Linked DNA regions of Gossypium hirsutum: all the other regions are linked to region 3. The links are chromatin contacts, called in public Hi-C maps. All regions are on one chromosome and are shown on one strand. The core of a region is the stretch at or near the end of the contact, and the rest is flanking DNA. Distances in the headings are between cores, read along the strand shown. Region 1 holds the start of LOC107913782. Region 2 holds the start of LOC107913831 (60S ribosomal protein L18-2). Region 3 holds the start of LOC107913672 (60S ribosomal protein L22-2).

The links. A called contact is a pair of places that touch in the nucleus more often than the background predicts.
Region 1: a contact with region 3 is called in a Hi-C map of leaf, with 2.1 times the contacts expected there. The contact joins the promoter of LOC107913782 here to the promoter of LOC107913672 in region 3. A contact is called at or near these places in 2 of 34 Hi-C or Micro-C datasets (leaf and petal).
Region 2: a contact with region 3 is called in a Hi-C map of leaf, with 2.3 times the contacts expected there. The contact joins the promoter of LOC107913831 here to the promoter of LOC107913672 in region 3. A contact is called at or near these places in 2 of 34 Hi-C or Micro-C datasets (leaf and seedling).

Annotation. Positions count from the first base shown.
Region 1 is chrD08:13,030,045-13,034,457 of Gossypium_hirsutum_v2.1, reverse strand. LOC107913782 reads left to right here and starts at 2,601. Exons shown (of 1, transcript XM_016842416.2): 1 at 2,601-4,109. The coding sequence starts at 3,439. The coding sequence ends at 3,963.
Region 2 is chrD08:13,073,434-13,078,058 of Gossypium_hirsutum_v2.1, reverse strand. It overlaps LOC107913831 (60S ribosomal protein L18-2), which reads right to left and starts at 2,590. Exons shown (of 5, transcript XM_016842480.2): 1 at 2,386-2,590; 2 at 2,204-2,293; 3 at 1,981-2,109; 4 at 1,695-1,877; 5 at 558-944. The coding sequence starts at 2,388. The coding sequence ends at 786. LOC107913820 (epoxide hydrolase A) reads left to right here. Exons shown (of 3, transcript XM_016842469.2): 2 at 1-6; 3 at 140-546. The coding sequence ends at 386.
Region 3 is chrD08:12,845,519-12,850,480 of Gossypium_hirsutum_v2.1, reverse strand. LOC107913672 (60S ribosomal protein L22-2) reads right to left here and starts at 2,467. Exons shown (of 3, transcript XM_016842327.2): 1 at 2,242-2,467; 2 at 1,901-2,145; 3 at 1,027-1,378. The coding sequence starts at 2,130. The coding sequence ends at 1,234. It overlaps LOC121220526 (small nucleolar RNA SNORD14), which reads right to left and starts at 1,768; the gene lies at 1,645-1,768.

The DNA of each region.
Region 1 (4,413 bases), core at 1,352-3,851, 180 kb before region 3:
GTCAAAACCCCTTATCCCTACTGAAGCCTAAAAATCTTCACTAACACTATATCAAATATTATATATATAGTCCGCTATTTAATTGATCTTTTCTCTCTCTTAAAAGACAATCACTCCTTAAAAAAAATCTCCCCTTCCAAAAATCACATTTATCTTAAAATTTTGTTAATTCTTTTAGGCTTAAAAAAGGTTAATAATAAGTCATCTCTATTTTTAAAATTACTATTATCTTAAAAATATTATTTTTTAAATTTCACTCTCATAATTATGACATAATCTAGTACGGTATAATTTTGAATATTTATATTTACTTTTGAAAATTTTAACAAAATTATTAAGACGGCCTTATTTCTTTTAAGTAAACTTAATATTAAAAAAAAAAACAAATCGACCAAAATTAACGACTAACGAGGAGGAACACTAAGACCCAATCTAATAGGCTCACCCCATATCTTATTATCCAACATCCCTATTAGACAAAATAGGAACATTACTATCATTCAAAACATCTAAAAATGAAGACGATAAAGTAGACTGTTTAGTGTAATTGGCATGCAATAAGGCTACTTGAGAAAGCGAATGAGTTGTCTTATTAGCTGACTGACGTACCCAATTAAAGGATAAGTGCTAAAACGAATTACTTAGCATTAAACAATCTGAAATAAAACAGTCGAACTTTGAGTCATCAACAATGGATCGATCCAACGCATGCACCACTAACGCACAATCTGACCCAACGATGATGTGATTGTAATGATTAGATTTCAGCCACAGCAAGGCCTCCCGGATGGTGAAGGCCTCAGCTAACTGAGGCCTAAATGTCACCCTCTCAAATGTCGATAACCCTTTTTATCTAAACACTACGATTGTCTCAAAGAACTTATCCAACCTCAACAGTTGATTCATCTACAAAAAAAACGGCATCAACATTACATTTAAACAGCCCGAAGGAGGTGGTTTCCACCTTGTAGCCTCTGACAATCCCTCTCTCATCCCGACGTCACCCCCATCCTCCATCCCGAGGCAGTTAGGACTCAACTGTTGAATAATCAGCATTTTGTAAGTATCCGCTCTTGAATGAAACAATTGACGTTACAAAGGACCCGAGATGGTGGAAGCTCATGATGTTGCTATAAAGATAAGTTCCTATTCGACCAGATTTGCCACAACAACACAAGCCTTTGTCTCTGAACCTCATTGTTCGACATAGAGAGCAATCCCGACAAGAAATTCGACCAAGTAACCCCATCTATAGGTACCATTGTTGTAGTCCAAACAGCTTGTGCCTTACAACAGTGCAACAATGCATGCTCAATGTGCTCTTTCCTATCACCCTTCCTACAAATTTGCGTAACGGTAATACCCTTTCAAGAAGCCAACTTTTTAACCAGAAGAAAAGAATGTTAACAGTGGCAAAGAAACTCATTCACATGTGGAAGGATACGCAAATGCCATATCTATTGCCCCAGCCTATCCTAAATTAAAACATTCATGTTTGAATACAAGTTCATTGCTAATATATTACCCGACTTTACACTATATTGTCCATTAAGAGCAAAGAGCCATATAAGTTTATCTAGGTGATGATGATTGAGACTAACTAGGATCTATTATATCTGTTCACAATCACTTCACGAAAACACACATTCAATCAATGGTCTATTCCAAGAACACCCATCCACATTAAGCAAATCAAAAACTCAAATATCTTCTATACCAAGTAATAGAAGCGGATCAACATAAAAATATCATCATTAATAAGCCTCGAATCATGATAAACTCCAATATCACACCCATTACCAACTTTCCATTGAATTCCGTTATGTACAAGATGATGTGTAACCATTAAACTTTTTCGAATAAAAGATTAATTGGTAACGTCATCAGTTTCAAAAAGACTACAGCTTGAAAAATATTTAGCCTTAAGGAAACGACTAACTAAACTATTTGGATTTGAAACCAATCTCACAACTTGCTTTCCTAGTAACGCCAAGGTTAAACCATGAAAGTCTATAAATCCCATGCCACCCCACTTCATAGGGACGCATAAATGATCCGACGTCGCCCAGTGAACTCCTTTACGACAATTCCAACTAGAACCCCACCAGAACAAGTTCAACATTCTATGCAACTTAGCACATGAAGGCATAGGCAACAAAAACATACTCATGTTATACACGGGAACACATTGAGCAACATTCTTTATCAAGACCTTTTTACCTACCCAAGACAATAGCTTATTCTACCAATGAAAAATGCATTTACTAAGACGCTCCTTGATCAAAGCAAAGACTTGCCGCTTGTTATGACCCACCAACGAAAGAAGCTCGAGATAACGCCCATGATCAATAGGGCTATTAATGCCCAACATAGATTTAACCAAATCCTGAATGGTGCCACTAGTGTTTGAACTAAACATGATTCCTGACTTCACAAAGTTAATTGCTAGCCCCGACGTCGCCTCATAGAGTATCTCCTCAGCACTGTACATTTAGAATCAGTGGCCCGGAAGAACAAAAAATTGTCATTTGCAAAAAAAAAAGGTGAGAAATATTGAGACCTCGTCTACAACTAGTATATCATGCAATTCACCTCGTGATTTCGAAGATGGTGTTATTTTTCTCTCTAATAATTGATAAATAAATAAAATCTAAATCGACGAAATATAAATTATTTTGAAAAAAATGTTTTTAAGGGTTAATTCTATAAAAAGTTTTCAAACTATCATCCAAATTTTAAATGAATTCTTAAACTTTAAAATATTATAATTGAATCCTTAAAATATCAAGATTGTATCAATTAAATCTAAGTCTAATTATTAATTTATGTATTAAATGCTACAATGAAGCACATTTAAAACACAAATTAATTTCTGCTCATCTTATAAACAATTTGAATCCAAAATATGAAAAAAGGTGTATCATTAAAATTTAAAAGGATTTATTTTATTTTATTTCTCAAGATATCTACTAAAGCGAACCCAATAATTAGTCCTTCGTATTTTGTAAACCCGTTAAGGGGTAGATGCTAAAAATATTTGTTTTAACACATTAAATTATATAGTAATACATGTATTTAAAATTTAATCAATGTATTTTAAATGTAAAGTGGACTTAAAAATTTTGATTAATATAATATTGATTATTAAATGATTAATATAATTTAGCCAGTTAACCCTGTTAAGCGTACACAACAAAAATATAATAGCTTAGTCACCGCTTTAGATATCTGCGTCCCGATTTGTCTCATTTCCAGTTAACAACGTGCTCCACGACAGCCAAATACTATGTGGCTCTTTCCTCCCTTAAAGTCAATCATTACTCATCACTCATTAACCAAAGCGGCCAACCCCCCCCGACACGCACTCGGTAACAAGGCATCTCCTTTCCCCTCTTCTTCCTCCACTGTCCTCTTTCGCTGCCTAACCTAAACAAAGCAATGGCTTTCCTTCCGCCCATCACCACTTTCGCAGCCGCCCTCCTCCTCTTCCTCCACACCCCACTCGCCACGTCATCCCCCCTCAACCTTACTGGCGACTCCCTTTCACCCTACGAAGTCCTCCAAGGCTACAACTTCCCCGTTGGGCTTCTCCCACAAGGCGTCTTAAAGTACGATTTAGATGAATCCACCGGTCGGTTCCATGCCTACTTAGAGGGTTCGTGTAGCTTCTCACTGGAAGGGTCTTATCAACTCAAATACAAATCCACGATCAGCGGGATCATCTCCAACAACAGGCTCAAAAACCTGAGTGGAATCAGTGTCAAGGTCCTGTTTTTATGGCTCAACATCGTGGAGGTTGTTAGAGATGAAGATGAGCTGGAATTTTCGGTGGGGATTGCATCTGCTAGCTTTCCTATTGACAATTTTTACGAGTGCCCACAGTGCGGCTGCGGATTGGAGTGCGTTGATAGTAAGGGGCAAGTAAGCAAACTTAGAAATAAGTCTTCTTTTTCTTCAATTTAGAGGAATTTGTGGGGGTAGAATAAATTAACTGCGGAGGTTCATGAAAACGATTTGGATGAACCTTGGGTTAAATTGAATTGGGTTTTTAGTTAATATATCGAAATTGATGGACTCAACTTTTTTAATGGGTTTAGACCTTGAACTCATATTTATTTGTTGCTGTTTTTGTGGTTGGTATTGGTTTCATCCTTTAAATGCTTGGTTTAGGGAAGAACTGATCAACCACACGTTAGTGATATGAGCAAGATAATTTAGAATAGGTTAAAACATTAGTGCGACATTTCTTAATGCTATGAGCCAGATAGTTTAGAATGCTAAGACCATGTTAAACAGATCCCCATCCTGTTATTCTGCATTTTACCATGGAAGTTATTCACAAGATCATGTACTCTAAACAATTTCGGAAGACTGAATTCCTGTAACTATTAAGCTATGTTGATCAGATTCGTG
Region 2 (4,625 bases), core at 1,341-3,840, 230 kb before region 3:
GAATCTGTACGTGCAGGCTGTGATTGTTCAACTCTCATTTCCATTTCATTTTTCTGCCTAATTAAGTTCCACTTCTTTGTTTTTTCAATAATCTATCATTGAAGGTAGCCAAGATGATCTGATATGTTCTTGTTTGCAGAAACTGGGAACTGATGGCATCATGGACTGGATTACAAATCCAAGTACCGGTTAAGTTCATCGTGGGCGACCTGGACATTACCTACCACATCCCTGGTGTTAAGGAATACTTACAAAATGGTGGGTTCAAGAAAAATGTGCCTTTTTTGCAGGAACTAGTTGTCATGGAAGGAGTAGCCCATTTTATCAACCAAGAAAAACCTCAGGAGATTAGCATGCACATTTATGACTTCATTAAGAAATTCTAGGTTCTTGCCCTTCTCTTGTTTTCAACTCTTCCCTTGAAGCTTGTGACCCAATAATAAGGCCAGTTTTATACCATTGCAAGGCCATTTGCTTGGCTCTATTTAATGCTTTCCCTGTTTTATTTGAACTACTGGAATTAATATTTTTGCAGTGCTTTGTGTACGGTTATCAGCTTATGGAACTCAATGCTGTTCTGATTTATATATAAGAAATACAGACATCCAACAACGTTCTTCAATCACTCTAAAATCCTTTTCATTAAACAAATTATAAAAGATTCCAAATTACAATCATGGAAAAGAAAAAGAACAGGAAAGGTGGAAAGCACAAAAAGCAAAACTGAGCATTCCCATTATCATGATAGGTTGATAAGTTTTTTTTTTTCCAGGGCAATTGGAATCTCAAACCCTGAAGCCTTTGCTGTTCCTTCTTCCTCTAGCCCTCTCAAATTTCCTTCCTTTTGACCGCACATAGGGCTTGGTGTGGCTGTGTGGCACACCAGGAGCAGGTCCGAAGTGCTTCACAGCCTCACGAGCATTCTTTGGACCTCGGAGGAGAACCTGCATATTTTCAACGTAGAATTTAAGTCAATTTCACCATTGCAGTATGTAGATCAGTAATTGATAGCAATTCTTTTTGTCAAAACTGCAAATGAAACTTGTAGATCAGTAATTGATAGCAATTCTTTTTGTCAAAACTTCAAATGAAACTTGTTAAATCAATAGAGAAACAGGGAAATGATATGAAAGACATAATTCAAAGAGTATAATCTTTTGAAATGAAAGTAATTCACAAAGGTGGATTGCACAAAATAAGATATAATTTACTTTGTTAAGGCGAACCCACACCTGCACTTTAGAACTGCCATAATCATAGAGTGAAATACTCAATTGACCACTGCAGGAAGACAGAAGGAGAAACACTTTTATCTATACAACACAGAAGCCAAAAACTCAAAACATAGGATAGCTTTGGATGGGCGATTGAGTGCGGTGCGGTGCGTTTAGCTTACTTTTTGTCTCACGCTACAGTATCGCTACAGTATCTAATCTCACCGCTACCGCTATTTTTATACTAACCCACCCTTAATATGATTTCATCTATTAGAACTTCGCCCATTCATACAATTCAAACCAAGTTTTGTCATCAATCCTTCCTACCAAAAAATGAATAATATATGACATTCCAAAGCTAGCAAAAACAAGTCAGCAATTCCAACCAACAACCAGATAATTTCAGTTTCGAAATGACAAGTAAACAACTGCAGAATCCAGGCAACTGAAGTAAAAGATTTGTATGATAAAGCATACCGTGTTCTGTCCAAGAGGTGCTCGAAGAGCAAGTTGGTCAAATGTTAAACATTCCCCACCAGCCTTGTCAATTCTCGCCCTCGCTGTCTCAGTGAACCTTAGTGCAGTAACCTTCAGAGCGGGAACTTCATATACACGAATGTCATCGGTGACAGTTCCAACTACCACTGCAATCTTATCCTCCTACTCGATCAAACCAATAATAAGATCAATCACTCATCACACAATAATTTAAATAAAAAATTGGAAAAACCTTAGAAACAAATTCAAAAGAAAAATGAGTTACCTTGCCCTTCATGAATTCAATCAATCTGGATAGAGAGAGAGGAGGCTTGTTCACTTTGCTCATAAAAAGACGCTTCAAAATCACAGCATTGAATTTGCTGCCAGTCCTTCTTACCAGAAATCGGTAAAGCTGGTAATGGATGCAAACACATTTAAAAACATTCAAATTTCCTTCATTAAACCAAAAAAAAAGCACAATGAAATGACTGGAACAGAGCAGGAACCTTGACGATGAGTTTGAGGTAGATATCATCGGACTTGGGAGCAGTTCTCTTCGTCTTCTTGCTCTTGCCACCGGCGACCAAGTCGATACCCTGAAATTGCAATGAAAAGAGAAAGGTTCAAAAAAATATTAGAAAAATAAAGAAATGGCTTTGAGTGAGGGTTTGGGAGAGGAAAGAGATACCATGGCCGGTGAAGCTGATACGAGGGGGAAGGCAGTGCCGAGCGAGGGAAAATGGCCTTAATAGCAACTTAGTATGAGAGACCTAGGGTTTTAGAAATCATTCCTATTGAGATCCATTAATTCCAATGTCACCAGATTCTTTAATCCATTGATTTGATGAGTCCGGCTGCAGTTCTGACCTTATTGGGGCCAGAAACGGATGAAGAAATTTGAATTTGAAGTTCAAAAGCCCATGTTAAGTTCTCTAGCCCAAAGCATTGTTTGGCTAATATATACTATACCGCTTGCTTATTAATTGAATGGATCTGTCACTTAGGAAAAGATTCTGTGTAGAGTTTGCTTTGAGGAACAAATTAGTGTAGTCCAGCTTCTTTGTAAGCGTCATGTTCTCTGCAGGTATTTGCATCTACCCTTGTAATATTGTGTTATGTGCCTTAGCGTAGGATGTAGTCATATGTCTAGACGAGAAAGAGTTATTGCTTCGACCTATGATTACTCAAAAGGTAAATCCGTCCTTGACTAAACCCCCTCCTAAAATAACGCTTGTGGTAAAAATAAATTGCTTACTCTTTATTTCATATTGGCAGCCTTTTTATAAGATGTTAATAACAAAGGAAAGAGTCGAAATAAAATTCCTAATTTAGAGTTTATAAGGGAAATAAAAAAAACCCTAATATAATAGAGAGAATAAGTAAAACTAAAAATCTTAATAATCTGATATAATAATGAAATTAAATAAATCTAAAACTCTAATTTTTGTCGTTCCTTTTTTCTATTCCTTCTTTGATATTATTTCCCAATAAAAACATCTATATCATTACTCCCCCTATCGGAATTGAGCTTGTCCTCAAGCTCAAATTCAGGATAAGCTTCATGAAAACAATCAAATGGTTCTCAGGTGGTATCTTCTTGAGGACAACCTGCCCATTGCACTAATAGTTCCCGTCGACCTCGATTTAGCCTGCTACGACTAATAACTTGTGGAATAGGCAAGGCCTTGCCATCATACACTAAGGGCAAGTCTCCCACTACATCTGGTTGAGGTCCCTTGTATTCTTTAAGGAAAGAAACATGGAATACATCATGTATTTTGTTACCTGTAGGTAATTCAAATTGATAGGCCACTATTGCTATTTTGTTCAAGACCTTCAAAGGACCAAAATACTCTGGCAGCAGCTTGTGATGCTTCTGTTTAGTTATCGTGAATTACCGATATTGCTGAAGTCGTAACCAAACTCAATCTCCGACTTCAAAGTTCAACTCTCAGTGCCCCAAATCATAAGTGTTCTTTATTCGTTGTTGAGCTTGCAATAGTCTATTCCAAGCATTTTTGTGAAAGTGCATCCTTATCTTGTAGGGTCTTATCCACAACTTCAATCTTTGTAGAACCAACTAAATAAGAGAGAAGTCGAGGTGGATCCCCACCGTATACTAATTGGAAAGGGGTGGCCCTTATGGTACTGTGATAAGAGGTGTTGTAGCAATACTCAGCCCATGGAACCCAATTGACTTACTATCCTAGACGATCATTAGAGAGGCATTGCAGGTACATTTCTATTGTTCGATTAACTACCTCTAACTGGCCATTAGATTAAGGATGGCATGCTGAAGAAAAAGCGAGCTTAGAACCACTCTGACGAAATAATTCCTTCTAAAACAAGCTGAGGAAAACTTTATCACGATCCAAAACTATGGATTCCAACAAGCCATAAAGTCGGAATACCTTTGCGAAGAAGACAGTAGCAACAGATATAATAGTAAACGGATGGGCCAAGGGTAAAAAATGAGCATATTTTGATAGTCTATCCACAACCACCATAAGTACTGATTTCCCTTTTAACTTTTTCTAGACCTTCTACAATCTATAGAGATATCAACCCAAATTTGTTGAGGAATTGGAAGAAGCTGAAGTAAACCTGCGTGTTGTAAATTTTCCCATTTGTGGCATTGGCATAATAAACAATTTTGTAAAAATTCTGAGGTTACAAGCTTCATTCCTTTCCAAAAAAAAATCTTGACGAAGACGATGCAATGTTTTCGGTCCCCCTTGTGCCATAACATGTATAGAAGAAATAATAGTGGGAATAATTTTAGGTAGGTAGAAGGTACAACCTCCTTTTGAAGAAAATCAACCCATATTGTGCAACCCAATTTGACCCCAATTCTCATTGTAGAATTCTTTGCTGGAGTTGTAATCATTCTGGAGAAATTCTCGTTTCTTGTCTGATGACCTTAAGAAT
Region 3 (4,962 bases), core at 1,218-3,717:
TGTTTTTTGCAACCCAATCGGCTAGCCTTGTTACAAGAACCACAATACATACAAACAACCAACCAGATCGTCAATAACAACCGAGAATTCCTAGCGGCTTTTTTCCTTTCCCAGAAATATTAATATTTCTCAGCAAGCGAAGCTCCCAATCCAACTGCTAGAGACTCCGCGACAGGTGGATATGAAGCACATTTTCTCTTGCCTTCCCTCTGCTGTCGGGGAGCCAGAGCGTTCTCAACATAGTTAGCCATCAATTCCGAGTATCCGTCACTCCAAACCTGAGTCAATTTTTTATAGTGCCTTAAAAAATGCTGGTGTTCTTGCTGTTCCATATAAATCAGCAGGAATTTCATACATTCAACCTCTTCCCCACATCTATGACCTCGAAACAAGTTTTCCATTTGGAGCAATGGCATGGTTACATGCTCGCCAAAGGGAATTCTCTTGAAATCCTTTATCAAGCAACGAGAATTGGGAATTGACATTTATCTTTATATTGGCAAAAGTATAATTTATTATTTTAAGCTTAATTATTATCCTAATTCCGGTCAAGTCTAAGGTAAGTTATATTCAGAACACAAATAAGCACATACTACAATTACATTCTTGTAAAGAGAAGGAACTGGAAAAAAAATCACCATTTCAACCACAATTGATACTACTTACATCACTGGCACTGATTAATGATTAGCTGCCTGGCAATCATTTCACTGAACAACACATACATACACCCAATTCTCTGTCATGCACAAGTTACCGTAGAATGTATCATTGGCAACTCATCCATGAATTGCTTTGAATTTGCATGCACATCATGGATAAAATTATCCACAATATAGATACACACAACATAATCATTCAATTTGGTTACATATTCCAAGGCTTTAATCTTGCCACCAATTACCATGCATAATCATCCATGAATGGATTGCATATGCAAGTATATCACCACTGAGAATACTTGATAGAAAATGGCACTGACAGCCATGAGCATCAGTGAATTGAGAGCTCTAAACAATCAACTCATGAAAAGAAATGTGCATACTTCTTTTATAGAATCTAATATATTAATACATAAACAAAAAAATTAACTATCAGCAACCAAAACTTCATTGAAAATAAAGCCAAGGGTCAAAAAGCAAACCCAAACAAGTCCAACGATTTGACACAAACAAGTTTCCTCAGAACTAATAAACCAGATAGGTAACAGAGAAAAGTAACTGAACTGATTGCTCATTCTTCCTCTTCCCCTTCATTCTCAGCAATATTGAAGTAGCGGAGTTCATAAACATTACGGTCCTTGTTGGAAGCAATCACCCGAAGCCAATCCCGGACATTGTGCTTCTTCAAGTACTTCTTAGTCAAGTATTTAAGGTACCTAAAAACCAAGCAACCGTCAGCCAAAACTCAAATTAAAAGATGGTTCTTTCCCCTTTAAAACAAAGAATCAAATACCACAGAAAAAAGTGTACACAATCAAGGAAGAAACAATGCAAAAGAATTGTCATCATTGGTCATAAACCAAAACGCTTTATCTGTCTTTATCTAATAAAAGAAGTCATATCTTTAAAAGGATTCAATTAAAATTATAAAGCAAACAAATGGCTTCCCCTACAAAGTAAAGACGAGAGTATCAACTAGCAAGGCCTCAGACATCCAAGGACGGATTAAAGCAGCAGAAGCTCTCAAGCCCGGCGAAGGCGAAAGCTCTCAGGCGGCCACTGCGAATGTTTTGAGAAACAAGCCTTAAAACTTGTCATCATCGACCTCAACTTAACCCTAAATCTAAAAGATTTCTGCCATTTTTGGTTGCTTAAGATTCAAACAAACTTTAAGATCTATACATACAAGTGGTTCAAATAATACAACTAAAAGATCAAAAGAGAAATGGAGAAAGTACCGCTTAGAGAAGTTGGAGTCAGAGGTAACCGTGATACGGGTCTTGTCGCGGGTGACAGTGACGGAGTCACCTAGAGCACCAGCTTTGCCACCAACCTTGATCCTTTCCTGAAGGAACTTCTCCAAAGAAGCGATGTCCATGATCTTATCCTCAACCGGCTTCGCACAGTCGATGGTGAAGGAGGCTCCCTTCTTCTTTCCCTTAGCTCCAGCTGCTGCACCACGACTCATCCTCACACCAACTCACTGCGTTTTCACTTGGTCAAATCAATTAAAAAGAAAAACAAGAGAAAGACTAAGACTAACAGCAGTGATAGAGGGAGAGCGAGAGAGAGAGAGTACCTTAGCTCTGTATCTTCGGTATTGAAGACGGCGATGTCACAAATGCTTGGTGCAGAGGGTAAAGAATATATGGTTCCACACTAGGGTTTTTCAGTTTTGGAGTGTTAGAGTTGGGCTTTTTAGCTTGTCTAAGGTTTGGGCCTTTCTCTGCTTAAATGAAAAAACGGATACTGTTGCGATCATCTATTGTAAAGTCAATTCTTATGGCCCAAATTATTTAGTGAATGAACCTGGATTTTAAATTGTTTAATTAATTCAGACCCGAGAGATAATAGTAAAGTTGATATCAGTTTGGTACGGTCGAGTTTTTTTATATTTTCTGAAATTCGGTTCGTCTTGATTCAGTTTTTTATTTTTTCACATTAATTTTTTTGTTTTGAATTTTTAAACTTATTTTGACAAAATAAACTTTGTTTTATGACTTTTGAATATTATTCAACAAAATTTTAAATTATTTTCACTATTTTAAATAAAAATATTTATTTTTATATAATAAAAATTAAAATTATTTTATATTAAATAAAAAATAGAATTCGGTTCGATTTCTGTAACGACTCGAAATTCAATGGTGACGGAAAATGTGATTTCAAAACCTAATTTTCGTAAACCGCATCCGTAAATATTAAATAAAAATATTTACGGGGTTATTATAAAAATATATTGAAGTTTGATTGAGTAATTTAACCGAAAAAGTGGTTAATTAAGACTCGAGGACTAAATTATAAAAATTCAATTGTTATTAAATTTTAATTAACACAAGATTTGAGGACCTAAATAGAAATTAAACAAAGATCCAAAATGATAATTAAACTATTTTTAAATTAGTGATAGTGGATGATGATGTGAGAAACCATTAACCTTAATTAGAAGTTAAAGTTGATTATATTTAATTAATTAATTTTAATCAACTATATAAGTTAAAACAAGAGGAGAAAATAGTACCATCTCCTTCATTTCATTTATCTACCGTCCAAATAAGAAAGAAAAACCAAACGAAAGCTTTCAAAATTGTAGGTATTCGGCCATTAATTTGGTAAGTGAAATCAATCCATTTTCTTGCAATTTTTATAGGCTTGTGATCATGGAAGCTTGATTTAACTAGCTCATGTACCAATTTGATAAACTGATAAAGTTTTGGAAAGCTTTCATTGTTGATTAATTGATGAATTAGGTTTGAAATTGATAGATTTTAAGCTTAGATTATAAAAAGAACTAAATTGTAAAGTTAATTTAGCTTGTTTGTTAAGTTTGTTATATTGGGAACCAAATTGAATAAATGTAAAACCTATCATGAAATTATGTTAGAAATAGAATATATAAGGTCCCTAATGAAAATATACGAATTCAGATTTTAATTTAAAGCTAGGAATCAAAGTTATGTTTATCCCGAGTTCATGGACTAAATTAAATAAAATTAAAAATATGTGGGCTTTGTATTTGGATGTGGATTGAATGAAATCTGCTGTTTCTTTATTTATTTAATTATTGAATTATCGAATATAGCGACAAACGACGTCAGGCCATTAAGAGGGAAAGGAAAAACGAGAGACGTTGTCGAGTGATGTAAGATATCAGTTTCTGATTTTATGATTCGAGATGAATTTGTTTCTTTGCATATTCACGTCATATTGCATTTTTGAATATCAAAGTGAGTTAGTAATGATCGTATGAATTGAATTGCTATGATAGATATTGATTGCCAAATAGTGGACTGAATTGAATGAAATAAAAATTATTATGATTTATTGGGAGTATGATATATAATATGAGAATGAATTGAACATGTATGTGATATGATGAATTGTGGGTTGATGATATTTTGATATGTGATTCTGAAATTTAATGTGAAATTATATGTATATGAATTGGACTAAATTGAAATAAAATGAGATAAATGAATGTCATGCGATAAAATAGTGTACAAGGTACGAAAATGCAAATGTGGCAATACACAGGGTATGACAGGTAAATAAGAATGATTATAGGTATGATAATGAATTTATGTATAAATGTTGTCTGTGTGAACCCAGTAAAAGACTATGATACAATTGGTATGTCAACAGGGTTACACGCACGCTTGACCAAAGATTATACATGTTATAATGAGATCTAGCATTTGTTACAAATTCTCGAGTTATATGTAACATAGGTTTAGCTCGAACGGGTAACCTGATGTAATTTTAACTTGTGTGGGCAACTTAGTTCACCTGTGTATTTGAGTCAGTTTTACTATAATTCCATCAAGCAATATTTATCTTAATTGAAATAAGAAAAGCTTGAAAATGTATTGAATATAAAATGGAATATGTTTATAACTTGTTGTGTAACATGAAATTGTTTTGGTATTAAGTGATGTTACTCATGTTATGTAACAGCCCGATTTTGGGCCTAGTCGGAATAGTGGTTTCGGGACCACAAATCCGACGAGGGAAAATATGGTTATTATTATATTTTTATGGTCTACAATTTCACGGAAAATTTTCGTAAAAATTTCGTTCGAAAATTTCGACGTTTGGGCACTCAATTTAGTCAAAAGGACTAAATTGTAAATAGTGCAAAAGTTGAGTTCTATATGTAGAAGTATCTAATTGATATGAAATTTTAAATTGGAGGTCTTTATGTGGTAATTAGACCATTAGTTAGTTGATGGACAAAAATAGACATAAGAAATGAGAGAAATAGATTTTTTTTAAGTGGGGGCATATTAGTCATTTGGTAATA